2 separate regions of the Gossypium arboreum genome follow, and region 2 is linked to region 1. A link is a contact called in public Hi-C data. All regions are on one chromosome and are shown on one strand. Each heading gives the region's core, a stretch centred on a gene start, on an enhancer-like site or on the middle of the called end of the contact. The rest is flanking DNA. Distances are from core to core; before and after follow the strand shown.

What was found. Hi-C and Micro-C count contacts between places; a contact is called where the count stands out from the background.
Region 2: a Hi-C map of leaf shows a contact between it and region 1, with 2.0 times the contacts expected there. The contact joins the promoter of LOC108477233 here to the promoter of LOC108479404 in region 1. A contact is called at or near these places in 2 of 5 Hi-C or Micro-C datasets (both in leaf).

The regions. Positions count from the first base shown.
Region 1 is chr1:41,539,068-41,545,214 of ASM2569848v2, reverse strand. LOC108479404 (zinc finger CCCH domain-containing protein 17) reads right to left here and starts at 4,550. Exons shown (of 3, transcript XM_017781976.2): 1 at 4,041-4,550; 2 at 3,088-3,198; 3 at 381-2,632. The coding sequence starts at 4,214. The coding sequence ends at 686.
Region 2 is chr1:41,819,800-41,826,523 of ASM2569848v2, reverse strand. LOC108477233 reads left to right here and starts at 2,873. Exons shown (of 9, transcript XM_017779724.2): 1 at 2,873-3,011; 2 at 3,211-3,421; 3 at 3,514-3,640; 4 at 4,056-4,403; 5 at 4,490-4,652; 6 at 5,089-5,212; 7 at 5,520-5,582; 8 at 6,417-6,674. The coding sequence starts at 3,260.

The sequences.
Region 1 (6,147 bases), core at 3,301-5,800:
TAATAATCTGAAAAATATCAATTGTGTGAAAAGAAGAAAAAGTTTTATAATAATGTAATTAATCAAATTCCCTAAAAAAAAGATTGTTGTAAAAAGACATTCTCTATAAAAGGCTCCCAATTGAGAAGCATGATTCAATATACAACTCAAAAATTCTTTTGAGCAAAATTTCTTGAAAAAATCATTAACTATCAAATTTTGAAGTTTTTTATTTCAAAAATTTAAATTCAAAACAAAATTTTCAAAAATTTAAATTTCAAAATTTTCCTTATTTCCATCCCTCCGACTCAAATATCGATTTATACGAACACCGGTACGTGGACATTAATACCAACCCCAAACACATCGAAATTTTATCCCAAATAAAATAGACTCGGAGATTAATAGAAATATCTTTTGATTTTCTACTTTTTGCAGTCATGCACTTAACATAACATTGGTGGGCACAACAAATAAAAGGGCCTGTCAAGCAAAGCAGGGATCCAAATTCATATCAGTCAGCTTTTAAATACGATGAGATACAAGAACAAAACTTAATGCTTCTACTTCTACAATGGAATATCAATATAGCTGAGCTAACTCTTAACTTGATCAGAACGAAGCCAAAACCTAAATGAGCTTCTTCAAGGGGTCCTCCTCCATAAAACCATCCATAATAATCGTCAAGCAGTCTTATCACCACTGCTCATGAAAACATGACACCCAGTTTCTTTGCAAAGTCATCACCATCTTCCTCCTCTATGTATTCCTCTTCCGGGTCCACGTTTTCATCCTCGTAGTTGTATTCCCCTTCGTCAACCTGCTCATAATAATACTCTCCATCCCTCTGGTCATCTGCCTCGACTTCGTGATCTTCTATTCTCTCATCTCCAATGATCCCATCCTCAGCATCAGCATCAGCCTCGTGCTCGCTCATGTTGAGTGGTTGAGAAGATTCACCATGAGTGGCTTCCGTTATTCCTATATCTGTAGCTGCAACCTTGGATTCTTCATCTTTGTTCGCCTCTTTCACTGTCACTGATACTTCTTGGTTATTGGAGCCACTAATCAAGCTTCCCTTGCTTTGCTTCTGGTCAACATCTTCTTTATTTACAGATGCTATACCATCCCCAGAAGCGGCACCTTCAGATTGTCTCTTTCTCTTCAGAATCTCACTTAGAGGCATTGGCCCCTTGAATGAAAGATCACCTTCAATTTGTTGATGATCTCCAACACTCCTTCGCTTTCCAAGAGACTGATGCTGCTTATTATCACTGTTCTTCCCAACTTTCAGCTCAGCAAGACTTTTTGGACCTGCAAAATCAGCATTTCTCCCATCTGTTACTTCTCTTCTGATCCTCAGGCCACCAAAATTTCGACCTTCATTATTGTTGAAATCCCCTTCCACCTTTCCTTTTATTCTGTCACGGAGCCTCCCTTGGGAAGAGGTTTGAGGCTTTCCAGGTGAGTGTCGTCCCCAATTTCGCCCTCTTTCTATCTCCCTTTCAGAATGCAAATCAGATCCATTTACAGATCTCCCAGGAAGCTTTATTCTACCTTGAAGACGACTGCCAAGGGACCTCTCATGGGGAGGTAAACGGTGGGAATCCCTTTGAGATCCAGCCCGGTAATTTCGTTCCCCTTCACAATTTTCTAGGGCATTATCATGACTGACAACAGACTTCAGGCCATTAACCCTTCTGCGCTTAGACAAACGATGTCGAAGATCAGATTCCTCAACATGATCAGGACTATCAACTCTTGAGTAACCCCTTCTCTCCAGAGTAGACGACCCTAGTGGCATCCTCTCAGATGAAGCCCTCTGCTGGTCCCAATCATAATTCCCTTGCACATTGTCAAATGAATCATAGCCTCGAGCATCATGAAACATTTCTTGGTCAACATCAACCATGGCATCATAATTAGCAGGGCGACCAATGTCATATTCATTGACATTCCTTCCCTCATGTCCTCTTGTGCCTCCATATTGATCTTCACCATGGTAGAAATCAGAATCCCTGAGCTCATCATCCACAAGAACGTCAAAACCAGGAGAAGACTCCCTCAAAAATTCTTCAGTGTCCTTACTGCCATGAAAAGTCTGTTCATCTGAAGCATGGGGCTGATGCAACCAACCAGAATGACCCATAGAGCCACCATTAACAACTGAAGTAGTTTTTGTTGCTTTGTGTCGAGGAAGTTCCTCATCCAAGCCTACTGGAGATGGCACACTTTTCTCAGTTCCAGTACCACTCCTAGTGAAAGCGGCTTTAACTTTTGCAGAAGGTTTACTTTCAGGAGCTAGTCCAACAGTATTGGAAACATTAGTTGGGGGAAACTTCTGTGACTGAGATGCTTCAACTGCACCAAAAGTCTTCTTCAATAAATGAGGCTCACTAGCAGTGGTAGTTGCTGCTAGTTGTGTGGCTTTATTACTTGTAGTTGGACCATGCAAAAAAGCACATCTGTCACCTTTAATGCAAAGCCCTTTGAGGAAGAAAATACATGGAACTGCGTGTTTGCCGGAGCTGTAAGAAGCACCCTGGCTGTAAGGCATATGACTAGCAGGTGCTGTAGTTGCTGCTGTGTGTGAAGAAGGCTTGGAAGAACCAGTCGGAGTTGTTGCTTGGGTTCCCAACAAGCCATCAAGGGGCTGAAAAGACACCATCAGAATAACACAAAAATTATCATAACCAGTCCAAAGTACATCACAATATGATTGAAATAGCTCAATATGTAACTTGACCATTTAAATAAATATTAAAGAAATTATAGTTATCTTAAAACGTAAAAGAGGTGTTGGGATAATTGTACATGAATGTTTTAGAAGAGAAAAGTAAGCGTAGAGTAGATTCAAAAGTATGGAACACCAGCTTTTAATGAAGAGTAAATAACAAACACGATCTTCTTAATACAATGTTTTTCATTTTATGGTTTTTCCTGTCAAATCAGCGAGTGACTTGGTAAAATATTCAATTTTGATTACCGGCAATTTTTCAAACTTCACTTTTGAAAATCATAAGTGCAACAAGACTCCCTACAAAAGCCTGTAAGACTAGCATGGCACAAAGATTATACTATTGGTGCAAGAGAAGAGAAGAAACTTACAGGATGTCGAAATCCACATTTTGGGTTCAAGCAATTTCCATTCAACCAGTAATAACAATCCCTTGGGTTAACCCGGGCATATTCACTATGACGATACTCACATTCACTTCCCTATTGGCATTGAGAAGGAAATAAATATTAATTACAGAATCTAATGAACAATCAGTTCTCATCTATAAACACTAGATGGAGTTGATGAAGACATATTGTCAAAGGCAACTTCACAAATGGCAAAACATGCTTCTAGAAAAGAACTTCAAAACCAATGCAAACAGACAAAAATAGTTCCGAAAGGCTAAAAGTGAAACCGCAGTCAGACGACAATCTAAACTGTTCCGGAATAACAGTATTAGAGATGATGCATCAAAACATTCCATCATAAACAACAACATAAGTGCATCACAATGGAAACAACAAATTCTAGAAATACTTTCTATTTTTGACAATTAGGAAGAGTTTTATAAGGAACATAAATGTTTCCATATCTTTTACACGAATAACTTGAAGTTATAATAGCGCCAGATCAATTACAAAATACTACAAAACTAATGCACCAAAATTAACATAATTCATCAAATAAATACACATTTAACAGCCAACCCTAGGGGGAGAAGCCAATAATTTTCTTTAAGATGTATAAAAGAAACATCAAGGGAAATATGTCATATATTCCCAGATGTATTCACTAGGGCTTTACCACTAAGAACCTAATATAAATTAGCAAGATCTAACATGTAAACAGCTCAAAAAACAAACAAACAAATAAATTTTCACATTTCCAATAAATTTTATTACTTCCTATCATTTAAATTTAAATAAATAACTAAACAAAGAGCCATTGAAACAGGGAAAACGAAAAGTAAATCTGAAACCCTAATTGAAGTATCGAAGCAAGATCCAACAAACAACAAGATCTTGTTCCAAACCCTAAGGGTAAAAAAAGGGGGGACAACCTTTTTGCAGGTTAAAGGGGAAGCAAGAAAGTAAACGCAATCCGTATTCCTCTTCAAAGCCTCTTCTTCAGCCGATGGCTTTGTAGCCCCGGCCACCGTCACCGTTGTGGTCGCCACCGCCGCCTGTTTCTGCTGTTGCTGCTGCTGTTGTTGTTGTGGCGTAGCCGCTACCATGGCGGATTTTTCAAAAAAAGTAACAAAAGAAAAAGATCTTTTCTCAATTAGATCGAAATATTCAAATAATGAAAAAGATAAGATGATGCGAAGAGAAAAGAGGGAGGAGGAGCCGCCAGGAAAGAGATTGGGGGATTGTGGGGATGAAGGAAATATATAAGAAACCTGAAAGGCTGGCTAAGCTAAAAAAGAAAGAGAATATAAAGGAAAAAGAGAAAAATATAATAAAGAAAAGGTTAGAGATGGGAAAGGAAAGGAAAGAGAGAGAAGTTGTAATAATAAGATGGGTGGTGATGTGTTCCTTATGTCACATACACAGCCATAGCTTTTAAGTGGACTTCATTTGTGTTGTTCCTTTTTCCCTTTTATTTGATGTATATTATACACTAATTTACATCTTTATTTTTTATTATTGTCTACTCACTAAAATTTATAACTCTAAAATTATCAACATGTATTAGACCAGTGTTAAAGGCATATTCTACCTCTAAAATTAATATTATAAGGATATATAATTATGAATTTTAAAAAAATTAATTTTATTAATCGTGAAATGAAGGTGAAATATATTTTCATTATACTTAAAACAAATGCTTAAAGGTGTTAAAAAACTTTCAAACTTTGTTAAAAGTAGTAGTTAAGCCTCTCCTTTCTTTTTTTTTTTAACTTAATTAAGTATTTGAACTTTTAAAATGCATAAAAAAGGTTCTCAAACTTCTTTAGAAAAAAAAAGCAATAAGCAACGAAGTTATTACTTTTTTTCACTCGATTAGATCTTGAACTTTCAAAATGTATCAAAAGACTCTCCAATTTTTTTTAAAAAAAAAAACAATTCAGCCCTTACTTTTACTAAAAATTAGAAAAAAATGATAAAAGATAAAAATAAAAATTTTAGAAAAATTATTAAATTTTAATAAAAATTTAAAAATTAGAAATTTTTATAAAATTAAGTAAAAATAAAAATTGTAAAATTTATAAAAATCATAAAAAATTAATGACCCTAGTTTTTTCAATTAAAATTACCACGTATCACAACTCGATTGTGACATGTGGCGAAAAATGATAAAAAATAAATATCAATAAAAGTTATAGAAAAATTATAAATGCTTTTTGGTATGATAATTTTTATAAATTTTTTACTTAAATATATATTTCTTTACATTTTGTATAATTTTCTTACGACTTTATAAAATTTTATAAAATTTTATATTTCTATATATTTTATAATTTTTACAATTTTTATATGTTTTACTATTTTTTAATGAATTTTTAATATTTTAGTTTTTATTAAAATTTAATAATATTTATTGATTTTATTGATTTGAATTTTTATAGTTTTTATAATTTTTATAATTTTTTTAATTTTAATAAAATCAAAGGCTTAATTGCTTTTTTTTTAAAAATTGAGGGTTTTTAATGGATTTTGAAAGTTCAAGTTCCCAATTGAATGTAAAAAAAAGGGTTTAATTACTTTTTTAAAAAGGTTTAAGGGTTTTTTATACATTTTAAAAGCTCAAGTATCTATATGAGTGCAAAAAGAAAAAAGAGCTTAATTTTTTTCTAAAACAAGTTTAGGATTTTTACACCTTTAAACTTAAAATAAATTATTATTATATTTTTTTATGTTTGAATTTTTGTATTGTGTTATAATGTAAGCTTTTTAACCTAAATGTCACCAAGATCTTAATTAAAATGAAAAAATTGAGATCTAATAATCTAATATCTCAGATTCGAATCTCGTCATCAATAAATACCTAAATACCATAATTTTTTTTCATGGTTTTATTCTATATGAAATCACACTATATATGAGCCAATCATTTATTATTTATGATTCTACTTTTTTTAATTTTATTATTAGTTTTTATATTTTGTAAAAGTTATAGATTTAGTCATTATATTTTTATTTTATCAATTTTAGTCTATATACTTT
Region 2 (6,724 bases), core at 1,624-4,123, 280 kb before region 1:
CTCAAGTCTTATACAAGCCTACCCGTGCTTTATAGTTAGCTCAGAATTGAATAAGGATTAATTTGTAAAAAATTAAAAATTTTGGATCAATGCCACGACGTGAGGGGGTTTCTCATCGCGATGTGAATACTGGCTTGCCTCATTGTGACGATGAGGTTCCTCGTCATGTCGTGGCTTGAAATCCAAAGCTCGTCACGACGACCATCGCCCAACGTCGCGATGTTGACTTGTTTTTGGTACAAATTAGGCCATTTCATAACCATTTCATGTCCACCTTTCAACTCACCATTTGGTGCATTTTGCACAACATTTTCCTTTACAAAAATGTACCAAATGCATGCCAAAACATAGCATTTAACAAATTCCAACCATCCTTTTGAATATACCTCAAATTGACATCAAAACCTACCAATTCAACCTATTCAAACTTAACTTATACAATCATGCCTTTTACCCATTCAAATAATCATTTTTACCATACCATTTCACACTCAAATTTATCATTCAAAATCCATATATATAACTTAAGACCTTATACAAACATATATATATATATATATATATATATGAACATTAGCTCTCCCAAAAACAAGCATTAACCAAGGTTCAAACCAAACTATCATTCCCAAGCTAACACATGTATGAACTCCTCTGTACATGCCACATAACTAGACTTTAAAACGTTTGAAAGATTACTAAATCGATAATGAGATAGTGTGAGCTTCTCGATGATCCACTTGACATGTTTTGCAAGTTGGTAATCTACAAGGAAAGGGGACACAACAGGTTAAGCATATCGAATGCTTAGTAAGTTCATAGGCATTAAACAACAACTAACCTCAATTTACCATTTAATACAATAAGCTACTAACTTAACAAGTTTGCCTAAACATGGCAACCACATATTAATAATGTGAGTTCAATATATAACCATATTATATAGAATTATATAACATTCCAGTTCACTTATAATCAACATTACAATTCCATTCACATAATCAATCAACATTTACTCAATTCAATATAAGATTCATATCATTTTCCGAATTGAACCGATTGATCCGTTACATTTTCATATCAATCATTTGGACTTGTATATCCAATTTGCATAATCTTTCATACTCTATCGAAATTCATTTCAAATACCAATATCAATTTTTACATTTTAAATCCCTATTAACTTGACTCGGAATCAAACGGATACATGGATCCAATTAACGTACCAATTTGGCACCCAATGCCTTATTAGACAATTCTGGAGTAAATAGTTTGCATCCAGCGCTCATCGATATAACCGAAGTAAAATTTGTACCAAGTACTCATCGACACGTAGCCGAAGTCATTTCTACTCAAACTATCCTATGACACGCCAACTATATCTGACTCTGCCTGAACAGTTAATAGGGTAACCAATAATCTAATTTCATTATAAGTTTGATTCCCATTCTATTGATATCAATATTATCAATTAATCAATCAATATATCATTTCCTACATAGCATAACATGAATCATCTCAATTCCAAGCCAATTTCACAATTTCACTAAGTTATACTATTTTCAATTTTATTCAATTTAATCATCTATCTCGAAAATCAGTCAAATCCATATCAATATGATTCATTCAATCATAATCAACTATAAATTCATTAGATATCTCAAATTGCAATTCACGATATTCAATTTATCAAGAATTTATCATTTCTTTACGATTTAGTCCATATCTTATCTTTTGTATCAAGTTGTAAACAATTCAAATTACCGTCAAACATACACAAATTTATAATTCAAATATATAACAATTTAAATACAAACATACTATATAAACTTACTTGACAAAATTAGCAATTAAGTTGAAACTTTAAGGACTAATTTTATTTTTTCCTGATTAGTTTCTTATTTGATCCAATTTCCAATCTATCCAATTTTGTAACCGAATATGAAACATGTCTTTGAGTTTTCTCTCCTCCAAGATTCTGCAAGAAAGAAGATGAAAATAAATATGATAACTTTATCCTTTTAATTTGTCTTTTATAGTTAGATTAATGATTAATTAACCTTATTTTAATTAATTAAACATAATTAACTTAACTAATCAAGCCATTAACATTATATAGTGGATTCTTCTACCACTTTCCACTATCAAATATAAATAAAAGGTCCAATTGCTCATTTGGTCCTTTAGCAATTTAAAAATCATTAACAATTGAACTTTTTCAATTTTTACGATTTAGCCCTTATAACTTAATTAATTATTCATTCATCAAAATCAAGGGACTAAATTTTAATTAACTTTTATGCTAACATTACAAATATTAAATAAAAATATTTACAGACTCAATCATCGAAAATAAAATTTTACAACAGTCATTTTCGACACTACTAAAAATTGAATTGTTACAACTCATGCACCAAAAGAATGCTATTCTAATCTCAACCTTGAACAACTTGGGACTCTCGGCACTAAAATGTAAATTACCTCCAGTAACATTTATATATACTATATTATGACATACCTATTATATAGATGAAAATATTAACGTAACAATTTTATAAGCAATTTGATAGCTAAATATGACTTGAATTGAAATAGTAAGATTAAATTAGTAAAAGTCATGATAATTTAGATTCAGTTTTTGTTATTTTCATTTTTATTATGTATATATATTTTTAAAGTTTATCAAATTACAAAAGATATAAATACTTTTAAAAATATATATTTTTTATAAAAAACTTTTAATAATTTTTAATTAATTGATTAGTGATATCAATCTAATTATTTATTTATATGCGTTATAGAGTATCAATAAAACCATACTTTTTTAAAAAATAAATAAATTTTAAAAATTGATGGAAAATAAGAAAATAAGGACAACAGCGGCGCCGAGAGCAAAATAAACAAAGTAGCTTATGAAAAGGAGATAAATAAATAAAAAAAAAAGGAAAAAAAGAGTAAAACCCTAGTGGTTTGGGAAGAGGTGTGGAGAGAAAAGACCGAGGCTTGGGTTTCAGGTGTGGTTTCAGGCTTGGATTTTTTTGTTCTTCCCTTTTTCTTCTGTAAATAGCCGTTAAAAAAATAAAAAACCTTTGGCCCTTCCTCCTCTCCTTTCCCGCAATCCAACCAGAGAAAAGAAGAAAACCCTAAAGCTTGCTAGTTGATACCATCATGGCTTTTTCTCTAATAGTGTTTCTCTGTCTTTGCTTTTGGCAGCCTAAAACAACGAAGCGAAAGAAGAAAGTGTTGAATTAAAAATAAAAGGATGGGGAGTAGACTTCCAGTCCAGCACTATAGTAATTCCTTCATCCCCACCTCTCTTCACGACCTCAACACCGTTGATTCTCGACCTTCTGAAATCGACGCCGTTGATGCCACTGATGCTTTGGATCACCACGATCACGCCCATCCCGATTCCACTACTGTTGTCTGTATACTATCATTTCTTCTTCTTCTTTTTTTCCCTTTTTTATTAAAAAAAAATTTAATGATCTTTTTTTTTTTTAAATTTGGTACCAGGAGTGTTTGCATGAATCTTATAGAAATTCTTTGCCAATTCATGGCGTTGGAGCGGAGGAAGAAGATCGGTCTAGCTTAGACAATGCTGATTCTTCCAGAGGAGCTTTCAGTATTTTGACAATTGAAGGTATAGACAAATTTTGATTTAATTCTTTAGGCTTCAGTTGCTGCTTTTATTTATCTAGGTATTTCTTGATACTGTTCCACTTTTAATTTATTTTTTTCTGCTTCCTGAAAATTTTGCTTTAAATAGAATGCAATCGACTAAAATGCAGTACTAATTTTAACATAATTATTTTGTTCTTTATAAAAACAATTCTCTGAATTTTTCTCTTGAAAATAAGTTTTCATATTGTAATTCTTTAAGAGTATTTTTGGCTTTTCGAATCCGTATGCTAGTTTTGCTCTTTTTTTTTTCTTACGAAAAAAGTCAGTATTAAAAATAAAAAGCAAACTGTTTTAGACTTTGAAATTGGTTTTAAATTCTGTGAATAGAGATTGACTATTTTTTTTTCCAAAATTGGACTTTTTTTAAATCACAGATGTTTCACCTATTGAATCAGCAAGGGCCAGATTTTTGCAAATCATATTGGATAACTTTATTAATGACCATGTGATTGAAGTGGTTGATAACGAGTCACCTGTGGAATATAATGCTCAGTCAGGACAAGAGAAACTGAATAAGAGAAAGACAGGAGATATACAATATGAAGGCGATCCTAGGTTTGCTTTGCCCTTAATGTATGTTGCCAATTTGTATGAAACTTTAGTTAAAGATGTAAACTTGAGGATTGCTTCCTTGAATGGCATTCGTGATAAGACCATTGGGGTAGCGCTTGAAGCTGCTGGTGGATTGTACAGAAGGTTGGCTAAAAGATTCCCTAAAAAAGGTAGCATGTTCTTTTGCGCCATTTTATGAGGATAATATCTTGTTGCATTTCTTGAAAAAATAATCTGGCCCTTTAATTCATATTAGGTTCTTATATGTATAAAAGAAGAGAACTTGCAACTTCTAACGAAACAAGGACAAGGTTTCCAGAACTAGTTATACAAGAAGAAAAGAGAGTTCGTTTTGTAGTTGTCAATGGTTTGGATATTGTCGAGAGACCAAATAATGTGCCTGTTGAGGATTCTGAGTGGTAAGTTCTTCCTATGGATTTGTTTTCTTTGCATCTGATTTCTGTCTTGGTCTTTATCAGCATCACTCCATTTATTTTACTAGTTTGTCAGTGCATGTGTCTGCTATTTCTTATTTATTTGACTAATTGATCCTCCCTAAGGAGATCTGCATATGCTCCTTCGATGAGTTGCATAAGAATCAACTTATTGCTTTCCGCTAATCAAAATTCAAAAGTTAGCTGGATTCTCATGACATGACTCACTTGGTTGTATCTAAGTTTCCATTTACTAGCTGGATTCTCATAATATGGGTTAGTGCATGGATAACTTTTTCTCTTTTCCATGCATTAGAGACTTCCTTAACAGCTGACAGGTTGGACATTTGGACTTTGAGGATTTTGAGTGGCTTTTTTCCAATGTTCTGACTCCCTTTGACTATGTCTTTATTTGCTCAAGGTTTAAACGGCTAACAGGTCGGAATGAGGTTGCTATCTCTGCTCAAGACTACAAGTTTTATTCTCCAAGGCACAAGTATAGGCGTGTCACATCAAACACAGTATCTAACATCCCTGCTTTGCCTGTAAGCTTTGTACCTTCTTTTCCAACTTGATTCTTAATCTTTGAACAATAAGGTCCACTGGATATTTCTGGAAATCTAATTTCCAATATTCCTTAAAACTCTTTAGAATTTATGAGTTAGGTCCAAGCTATGGAAATATGGCATAAAATCACTTAATACATACTATAAAGGTGCATTTATCTGTTTAAGGATTTAAAGGTAATGTTAAGGATTCTCTCTCTCTCTCTCTCTCTCTCTCATTGTAAGTAAAATATCTATTTGTTTGCCCATGAAATATATGATGTTGTAATCATTTATATTTTTGCAGGCATTCTCTGGCACTGACAGTTCTCCTTTGTCTAATGCACAAGGGTTTCACACCGTCAATGAAGTAAGCTCTTTGCTGATAAGCGTTGTTTGGACAGGAGTTTCCATATAACTGCATTAAATTTAGCATGGAGAAGAGAATGTGTTTGTTTGTGTTTCTAAAAATAGAAATCTTGGAGTTTAGAAGTAAATAGATAAGAAATTATATATACACTTACTTTCCTTTTCTTGTTTCTGAAAATGGATAAGCTCTTTCTATTCTACTTGCTTAGCTAAACGAAGGAGGTTATTCCATATAAAATTTGGACGAGAAGGATAAAAAGCCCAGACAGGTCCTTTCTCCTCTTATGTTCAATTTCATATATTCTTCAGCAGGAGAATTTTCATGATTGGAGCCTCTTACAAATCCTAGAAGTTTTAAAAGGAAAAAATTTGAGGAGAAGAATTTTCTAGTTAGTCTTTTGTTCGTGGACCTTTTTTTTTTCTTTGAATTTAGGCATTCAGTTCGGTGAAGAATTTCAAGTTTTAAGTAATTAAATATGATAATCAGTTTATGAGTTCTAGCATCTGGAAACAACAGTGTCTGCAAGTTAATTTAGGCATCTCATGTTCTATGGTATTCGAAGATCAAAATGAAAATTGTTTGTAGTAAGTTGAACTTATATTAGACATTTATAGAACAGTTTAATGAAGAATTTGTTTGGATTATGAATTCTGGATATTTTCCGTGGCCTCTAACATTTGAAAAGGAGTGTTAAGTGCGTTGCAAGTAAATTCCAAATGTCTTACCTCCTATGAAAACATTCCAAATGACTTGGGTCAGCTATTTTAAACAGTATATAGTGCCACAAGTTGTAGTTGATATTGTTTTTTGGCTAAACTGTTTCAATTATTGCAGACTCAGCAGCAGACTCCTTCCAAGCATCATATACCAACAATGTCACATCAGCCCCAATTTCATCCTATTCACCAGAACCATCATCAACCAGTTCACCCAAACCAACATGGAGCTCATTTTCCCCAGACTCATCAATGTGGGCCACCATCCCACTTACCTGAAATTAGTCATGCTCACCAGTCACCAACCATGTCTCAACACATAGCTTGCTTACAACCCTTAACAGGAGGTCATGTTGGTGCACGCTTACATGTTATGGTGAGGGACTCTATTGGCCTTTTTCCAATCTTTAGTTTGCATGCTTGCAC